Regions from separate parts of the Arachis hypogaea genome. Here region 1 is linked to region 2. The links are chromatin contacts, called in public Hi-C maps. All regions are on one chromosome and are shown on one strand. The core of a region is the stretch at or near the end of the contact, and the rest is flanking DNA. Distances in the headings are between cores, read along the strand shown.

The links. A called contact is a pair of places that touch in the nucleus more often than the background predicts.
Region 1: a contact with region 2 is called in a Hi-C map of an unstated tissue, with 4 times the contacts expected there. The contact joins the promoter of LOC112750862 here to the enhancer-like site in region 2. A contact is called at or near these places in 3 of 8 Hi-C or Micro-C datasets (leaf and an unstated tissue).

What each region holds. Positions count from the first base shown.
Region 1 is chr15:137,926,644-137,931,465 of arahy.Tifrunner.gnm2.J5K5, forward strand. It overlaps LOC112750862 (protein indeterminate-domain 14), which reads left to right and starts at 1,370. Exons shown (of 3, transcript XM_025799758.3): 1 at 1,370-1,997; 2 at 2,083-2,482; 3 at 3,329-4,788. The coding sequence starts at 1,886. The coding sequence ends at 4,427.
Region 2 is chr15:137,824,302-137,828,832 of arahy.Tifrunner.gnm2.J5K5, forward strand. No RefSeq gene overlaps it. Among protein-coding and RNA genes, the nearest start is that of LOC140179359, 12 kb to the left of the region's middle. Within about 2 kb of position 3,015, at least 2 of the 3 cell types and tissues checked have open chromatin away from gene starts, as enhancers often do.

The DNA.
Region 1 (4,822 bases), core at 120-2,619, 100 kb after region 2:
AAAGGAATTAAAAAATTAATTTAATTGCCGTACCAGTACATATGGCATTTATATTTGCCAATCTTAATTAAGAACCTCACCTATAAAGGAATTGTATTTCCAATTTTAACCCACAACTGTTAAGTTGATGCCCTCATTTTACCATAAAGCAAAGCAACTCCGGGAGAGAAAAATTGTGAACTTAAATTACAACATTGCCCTTGAAGGTGACTTCACATCCTCATAATCACCTTTACAAAAAGCTGCTTCAAGTGAAATTAATAAGACTTCCTGCAGAGTCACAAGTATGGGTACTATGGTCAATAAAGATACATCTGCCCCCAACTTAATTATAACTTGCACAAGAGAGAGAAATATAAATTGGAATTAATGATGAAAAATATGAAGCAGTCTAAATTTTTAGTTTTTCACAACAATGAGTTGGCACTATTGTATGAATTAGTAATCTTAAAGATTATAAAATTTCTTTTCTTTTTTGCATGTCAAAATTTCAGACTAAATATATAATTAATTAGTATATAATAATGTATCTTATGTGATCAATATACGTAGGTGAACATGTATTTCAATTTTTACCTATACTGGTATTAATACTCAATTCCTTACATGGGATAATACCTATGCACATATCAAGTAAAAAGCACATTTCCTTATTGTTTGAATGGATAAATCCACAACCACCATTTAATCTAAACAAACCCCCAAAAATGAAATAATTTAGCCTAATTTTCTTACCAACATGTCACATAGGAGGGATGGTATTTGATCGTATGTAGCGTGTGATGTTGGAGAGAGAAATAAAAATAATGGCATACATAAATTAAATAGATGAAAATTATTATTATTATTATTATTATTATTATTATTATATGGAATATCACACATCATCGGTATTTAATTTTTATAGAGTTGAGAAACTGTCATATATTTTATTAATTTAAAAATAAATTTTAAATTTTTTAAGAAATAAATGTTAAATCATTGATTAGATTGAAAGTACGGGTATCTTTATATATAAAAAAAAATACCATAAAAATCTCTAAAATTATTCATTTTATATAAAATATCTTGTATATCTTTTATAGAGAAACAAATATGATCGGCTTATTATATAAAATAAAACAGAGTATAAATAACGGTTGCGTGTATATATACATACATACAGAGATATATAGAATGTGACAAAAATAGTTAACTTACGTGTGTATTGTAGGGGAAATTGGGGTTGTATTTATGCATGCAAAGCAAAAAAGAAAAAAAAAAAGAAAAAGGAAATTACAGTGTAACGAAATAATGAAAGGGTTTTGTTTCTTTGTGAGGGGATTTTTTCTCTAATTAAATGGAAAATTATTTATATATGTGAATGAATGGAGCCCATAGAGGTGCTTGTGGGATCAAGTTTCGAGCATTGTGATTGGGTCTCACTCTCTCTGTCCCTCTTTTTGAAAGTGCTTATTAAGGGAGAGAGAGAGGAGAGAAGTGAAGGGGGGCTATTACAGACAATCCCTGCTGAAGATGAGGGTTGGAAGCAACAACAAGAGAGAGAGACTTTGATAGATAGAGAATTAGAGAGAGAGAGAGAGAGAGAACCAAAGAAAAACAAAGCTGCTATTGCTTATGTGTGTGTGTGTGTGATAGAGAGAGAGAGAGGAAGTAAAAAAAAAAAGGAAATAAATAAAGCTGAAAGCTCAAAAGCAAGCTAAAAAGAAAGAAAGCTGAGGAAACCGAAAGGGTAGAAAGAAAAGGAGAATTAGCTTTTGTTTTTTCATTATTTTCTTTCTTTCTCCCTCTTCTTCTCTTCTTTTTCTTCTTCTTCTTCTCTCTATCATCATCATCGTCATCATCAATTGCCATACAGTGAAGAACAAGAACAAGTAGAGTCACCATGTTAGCGAATAACTCTTCAGTAGCTCCAAGTTCAGAACCATTTTCTTGTGCTGATAATAATAATGGCACTCCGAGCAATAAAAGGAAGAGAAGACCCGCAGGAACACCAGGTAGGTCAAGAAAATATTCCAGCAAGTTATTGATTTGATGGTTAATTAATAATAATTAATAAGTGATTGGAATTGAAATATGTAGATCCAGATGCAGAGGTGGTGTCGCTGTCGCCAAAGACGTTATTGGAATCGGATCGATATGTGTGTGAGATCTGCAACCAGGGCTTCCAAAGGGACCAGAACCTGCAGATGCATCGGAGGAGGCACAAGGTGCCGTGGAAGCTTCTAAAGAGGGAGACGCCGGTGGTCAGGAAGAGGGTCTTCGTGTGTCCGGAGCCTACTTGCCTGCACCACGACCCTTGTCACGCGCTCGGAGACCTTGTTGGGATCAAGAAGCACTTCCGCCGCAAGCACAGCAACCACAAACAGTGGGTCTGCGAGCGCTGCTCCAAGGGCTACGCGGTGCAGTCCGATTACAAGGCTCACCTCAAGACCTGCGGCACTCGCGGCCACTCTTGTGACTGCGGCCGCGTCTTCTCCAGGTATTCATAATCTCGTAAAACCTGTTGTCACTCTAGCACTCCTCTTATAATAATTTCAATTATTCTTTTCATTTACCAAAAACAGTATCTTTATAAAACTGGATAGATCTATTATATGATTTCAGAATTTGAGTTTCATCACCTTTCTCTTTTTCTCTCTATTTCATGTGCTACTCTTCTTCTTCTTCTACTTGTTAACATTTTTAAATGAAATGATGATGAGCAATTTAGCTGATGACCTTGCCCAGCTCTATTGTTTCTACATAGGTTTTGACTTGGGAAGAAAAAGTTAAATTAAATGTATTTTTTTCTTTTCCTTTCTGGATAACTAAAAAATAAGATAATTAATAAGAAAAATAATTTGACTGATGGAACCTTAATATAAAAGTGTTTTTTTTTTCTTCCAAATATTACTTTTTATTTTTGTCTAGAGCAATACTTAGAACTGTTCATTGACAGTTGGAGAACACGGTTCCCAAAACACAGTTTTTCCGTTGGTTTCGCTTAACTGTTTTTAATTTTTAATGTGATGAAAATAATAATAATGTTTCTTCATGATTCTCTCTCCTTTGTAATAATCTGTTCCATTGACATTGTTGGTTGTTCTTATAGAATGTGCACTAGAGCACACACAGAATGCAAATCTCTCTAATTTGGCTTCCCTTGACTCCTTTTGTCCTTTATCATATTTAGTGGAAAACGGAACCTCCCTTCTTCCCCTTTGAAAAACCCACTCGATACCTTTTCCCAACCACCTTTTATATCCCACTTTTTCATCCCTTTTTCCTTTTTCTCTTTTTCATATATATAACACTAAGATTATTCTTTGTTTGTATTTGTGATTAGGGTGGAGAGCTTTATTGAGCATCAAGATGCTTGCAACATGGGGAGGCTTAGGACAGAATCTCATCATAATCATAATCATAATCATCAACAACCACCAACTCCAACTGCATGTTTATCAAGAACAGCTTCAAGTCCAAGCCCTTCAAGAAGTGAAACCAATTTCAGCACTGCTCCATGGCAACCAACATCATCAACAACAACAACAACACCAACAAGCCTTGTTGTGATCGCAAAACCAATAACAACAACAACAGAACCACCTTTCTTCAACAACACTAACCCTACCCCAATTCTAGCCACTGCTGAAACATTCCTATTCAAGAAGAGTAACACCAGCAACAAACTCCTTCACCCAAACTTGGATCTTCAACTCTCCACCACCACCACCACCACCATGATGATGAACAACAACAATTCGATCCCCAATGTTGATTTAACACTATCACCAAAGAGTGATAATAATCATCATCAGCAGCTTCAAAACCAGCAGCATTCAACACAGCTGCAACTCTCCATTGGTGGAACAACCTCGTCAGACATTAGCGAGAACAATAACAAGAACGACTCATCAAACAGGAACTCGTCACCGAAAGAGAGCATCAACAGCAGCAACGAGAACAAGCATGCGACAGCAACAAGCATGGCTTTACGGGTTCAAGAACAAGCGAGGGAGCAACTAAGGTTAGCCATGGCGGAGAAAGCGTACGCAGAAGAAGCAAGGAAACAAGCAAAGAGGCAGATAGAAATGGCGGAACAAGAGTTCAACAATGCAAAGAGGATAAGGCAACAAGCGCAAGCTGAACTCGACAAAGCTTGCGCTCTCAAGGAACATGCAATGAAGAAGATAAACTCAACCATCATGCAAATCACGTGCCATTCTTGCAAGCAACACTTTCATCTTCAACCACCACCAGTATCTGCTACAGCACCACCAGATGAAAATTCCTTGGTTCTCAGTTACATGTCTTCTGGAATCACCACCGAAGGTGCTGGAGAAGTTATAGAGAACAATAATAACGATCATGATACTACTACTACTACTATTACTGATAATAATAATAATAATGGGAAGAAAGCATCTACAGCTACTAACTCTTAGAACAAGAAAGAAGAAGAAGAAGAAGAAGATCGTCATCATATCCATCTTCATCTTCATCCACATCATTATCATCTTTCCATGTACTACCACCCTTTTTTATTTTCTATTTTTTGAGCTAATTAATTATATCTTTGTGAATTGGTATACCAAGTGAAGAAGAAGAAGTGAAGTGAGTGGGATTAATATAATGTAAGTGGGGTTAATTAATTATGAATAGGCTGGGGAGGGAGAGAGAAAATTAAAAGTAATAGAGATGAGTGTTAATGGTGTTGGTTCTTCATGTATAACTCGTTGCAAGTTTGTGATGATGCCATGTTATATTTGTTAATTAAATTTGGTATAAGTGAAGATAATTATGTTACGTAGTGTATGTAATGATAACAAGTACATGTTAA
Region 2 (4,531 bases), core at 1,765-4,264:
TAATATTATTTATATTTAATTTTTGTTGATATTAGACCAACTTAATTAGGCTTGATTAATAAAAAAGTTTAAACGTGTAACATTATTTTATCATTTATATCATTCATAGAACTTCTTACATTTATAATTATAAGACATGTCAAATGCGAGATACTATATTTTTTTTTTTTTTTTTTTTTTGGTTTCCCACGGTATCCCCCAACCCGGCAGGTCAAGGACTAATCCGTCGCGGTACTGAGCTCCATTTAAGGGTTTGCCGCTGGCCAATGGGTTGCTGCATGCACAAGGCGGGATTCGAACCCCCGACACTTGCTTAAGCGGACTAGTGAGCTAACCACTAGACCAACCCAACTTGGTTTGCGAGATACTATATTACTCCACTTGACCAACACCTTTTAGCTAAGGAGGTATAAGTTTTTCAGAAAAAAAAAAAAAAAAAAGAAGCCCATTTTGATCATTTGATGACCATTAAAATTAATTATTTTGATAGATAAACTCCCTTTGAAGGTTGTTTACTATTTAAAAACTCATTTAGTGTTTTAACCATCAATATTTATAATCAATCAATTTTCATAAAAAAATAATTTAATACTTTTTATGGTCAATGATTATAAAAAATTAAAAACTTTTTTACAATTATTTAAGTGTTTAAAAATCCTTTATTTATTTACAATATTTTTTACGATCAACAATCCTAATTTTGGTTACAGTGACATATGCTACAAATTATTCAACATTATTTGCAAGAACTGTTAGTATATGTAAAATAATTTATTAATATATTTTCTCTGTGTAATTGATGGAGTTTGAGATCGGATAGATGCAAAAAACAAAAATCCACTTCATTAATTGCACTCAAATTAAAGGTATTATTAAATATAATATTGATAACCTTTTTTTCATTTTCATGATTAAATCAGATAATGGGCATAACAAAATATTATTGAAATGTAATTTATTTTTGTTTAATTGTTTATGAAGCTATTTTTTCTAAAAGTAGAAAAGATATATGATTATTGATTATATCTTTAATATATTTCTCATATAATTTTTTTTTTGAATTTGTGTGAATTTTTACATAATTTTTTTTTCATTTATTGGCCAATTAGTAAATTCTTTATTTTTGTATTTAATAAAGATCGAATTCTAGATCTTTAGAATATAAAAATTCTAATATTATATCATAAAAGTATTTTTTAAAAAAAATTTAAATTAATAAAAATAGACACATAAATCATTATATATTTTTAGTAAATTATATCTCTTCTAATAATTTTTATATGACTAATCGATTTCTTTATTTTTTATGACTTTTTTAAAAACTTAACGGTAATATTAATGAGACAAAAAAAATAATTAAAATTTATTTTATTTAATATTTTTTAATTATTATAATAATTAATAAATATTTAAATAAGACAAATTTTAATTATTTTTACTAATTTTTTTATTATCAAGCATTTTCAAAAACTTAATTGATTTATTTAAGAAACAATAGTCATGGAGACGTTTCCTAAAAAGAGAATTATCATTATCTTATTCAATTCCTACTTGGAATCTCTTGTTCAATTTCAACCCCTTTAGCTACTGTGCACGAATTAGTAGTTAGTAGCATGAGAGTGCGGAATTGATTGATTAAAGCAACTACTATAGCTTCAATCAAAACTTGTGTTCATAATAACATCTATAATAATAATAGTAATAAATGATTAAAAAAGAGGCATAATTAATCAGAAGCAAGAATTTTGATCATTAGGACATAGACAACAACTACATGGCCATATGTAACCAACATCTCACACCTATCTTCACAACCTTGTCATATGGGGTTTGAGATTTGAGATACGATGATGAACAAGGATCTGTTTGTCTTGTGCAAGATTATTGATTGCAACATCCCAAGATCATTGTATGGAATTCAGAGAAATTTAAGTCTCTCATATTTGTCCATGCATTTAAAACAAAGAAAATGAAACAAAATACTACTACATATAAGTTTCTAGCTAGCTGGTGACTATTAATATTATTTTATTTTATTTTTTGCTAATATTATTGTCATCAACCTGGCAACATGAGAAGACAAGTGGATTCAAATCAAGACATCATTCCAGGAAGAAACAATGATATAATACACACAACATAGTTATAATAATTAATGAAAGAAAACACTATTATAGGCCCCTCACCCTACCCCCTCATTGAGACAAAGACAACTTAAGAATATTATATTTATATTTCTACATTAAAATTGAAAAGATCCCACCCTCACTCTAATTGATTGTGAACCCCACACCACACCAATATTTCTAACACTCTATTATTCATTTTGTGGCTATTACTACACATCTTTCACCTTATTATAGCTAATGATATTGACAAGTCAAAACTTGATAGATCACCTAAAGAAATAAAAACATATACATATAATCAAAAGGTAAAATCTAAACAATTATGTTCATGCATATGTCTCTGCCTTCTAATTTATCTAAATTGAAATTAGTTTTGATTGAAATAATTTACAATAATTATATGATTACCTAGATTTGTGAATTGCCTCGTAATTTGTGAGTAGTCAAAGTGCTTTACCCTACATGCAGTATATAAATTAGGCCCACTTTCTTCAACTTTTCTGTTTCCTACTTTCGGTTTTTAACCATGGAATAAATTTGTCTCAATTATAACTTTTACCCACACGTGAAAATTATTTAACATGCCAATATGTCACAGAATTTCTATGAAAACTTTTTATGCCCTTGTAGTTATGCACTTATATGCTTTACTAAAAATATAAAAATTGACATATATTAAGGGTAAGCAAGAAAACCGAATCTTTTAAATGTTGATATTGCTTATCCTATGTTCCTATATATGTTTCCTATAGATGAATGTGCACAATGTGGCAGTGAGAATTTGAATTTGTCTTGGTTCGGAAATTTAAATATTTTTTTGGGCCCAGTAGTGATCTTGGTTATTTAAGGGAACTTAATTATTTAATTTATAATGGAATGTGCTTTAATTCTTTATAATCTCGTGTCAATTTTCATAATAGTATTATTATCCACTACTTGAGTATTTAGTGCGCAGTTATGCATTGGAAGCTAAATATAATAATAATAATCATAATTTATTAAAGCATATACATAGATTATATATTTATATATAATGTGATTCATTCTCTGAGATATTATTCTATATATGATTAGACCAAATTGTCTTTCTCATACAAAAGTAGTAGTCTAGCTAGATACCTAATGGCCTAGTTTGCTGCTAATTACTTCAAAACAAATTCTTAATTATTGAATATTCAATGTGTCTTTTCCCAATTATTTCAGTGACCATACACCTCCCACTAATGGTGTTGTGGACAAATAATCATGTATTGTCTACACTATTTGATCAAATTATTTTATTTATTTGTTTTATGCTGATGACATTCAGTTTGATACCACTAAGTCAACCATCAAGTCATATATATGTGTGTATATTCCATCCAAATAAAGCATATTCATTGTCAAAATTAATTAAAAAACGTGGTAATAATAATTATCGATCCTGATTAATTGTGATTAGCTAAATCCATAAGAATATAATTAAAGAGATTCCATATTTATATATATTTTTTGCAGAACTCAAATAAAACAAATGCATTATTATTTACCAATATATATCCTACCTAATATTGCCCTTAATGCAAATAAAGAAATGTTATATAATATTAGAATAGGAATAATAGTGAGACATAATCAAAGGCTTCAATTTTTATCAAAGTTGCGAACCGACCCGTCATCAAATCAATAGAGATGGAGGCTCAACAATTTAAAAGTTTAATTAAATTTTAATTAGAATTAAACTGGATAAAATAATATATATATATATATATATATATATATATATATATATATAATACTATTTTAAACTGATTAATCACTTAAAAATAAAACTAATTCGATCAATTTACTAATATTTTTTTATTATTTTTTTATTTGACTACTTTACTAACAACCAATTTTTATTTTTAAATCGGATCAATTTAATAACTAATTTTTGGTTAATTCAATCAAATCATCCAATTCAATCCAATTTTTATAGCCATTTTATTTGTCTTTTTAGGTAAGTTTGTTTGGAGGGTAAAAGTAGAGTAAAAATTTTTATGAATGAGCTTTATGTGTAAATTTATTACACATTAAATATATCATCTTATCCATAATAAATTTTAGCTTATTTTTACTCTTCAACCAAACATGAAATTATTAGACAAATTTATGGGTATATTTGTCTTTTTCAGACTTAGATATGTTAAAATAACAGAATAAAAGATAAAGTTAAGACTGAAAATTAGTAAAATAGGATAAAATTTAGATGTTATTCTAGTTAATTCTATTTGTAAATTTTTTTTTTAAAATTTAATTATACATTACTCACTGGTTGAAAATTTCTTAACCCTAACTCAACCTACTCATATCCTAAAATTTTTTACCAAACTCTATTCAACTTTGTCCGCAACTAAACCAATTTTTTTTTCGATCAAACA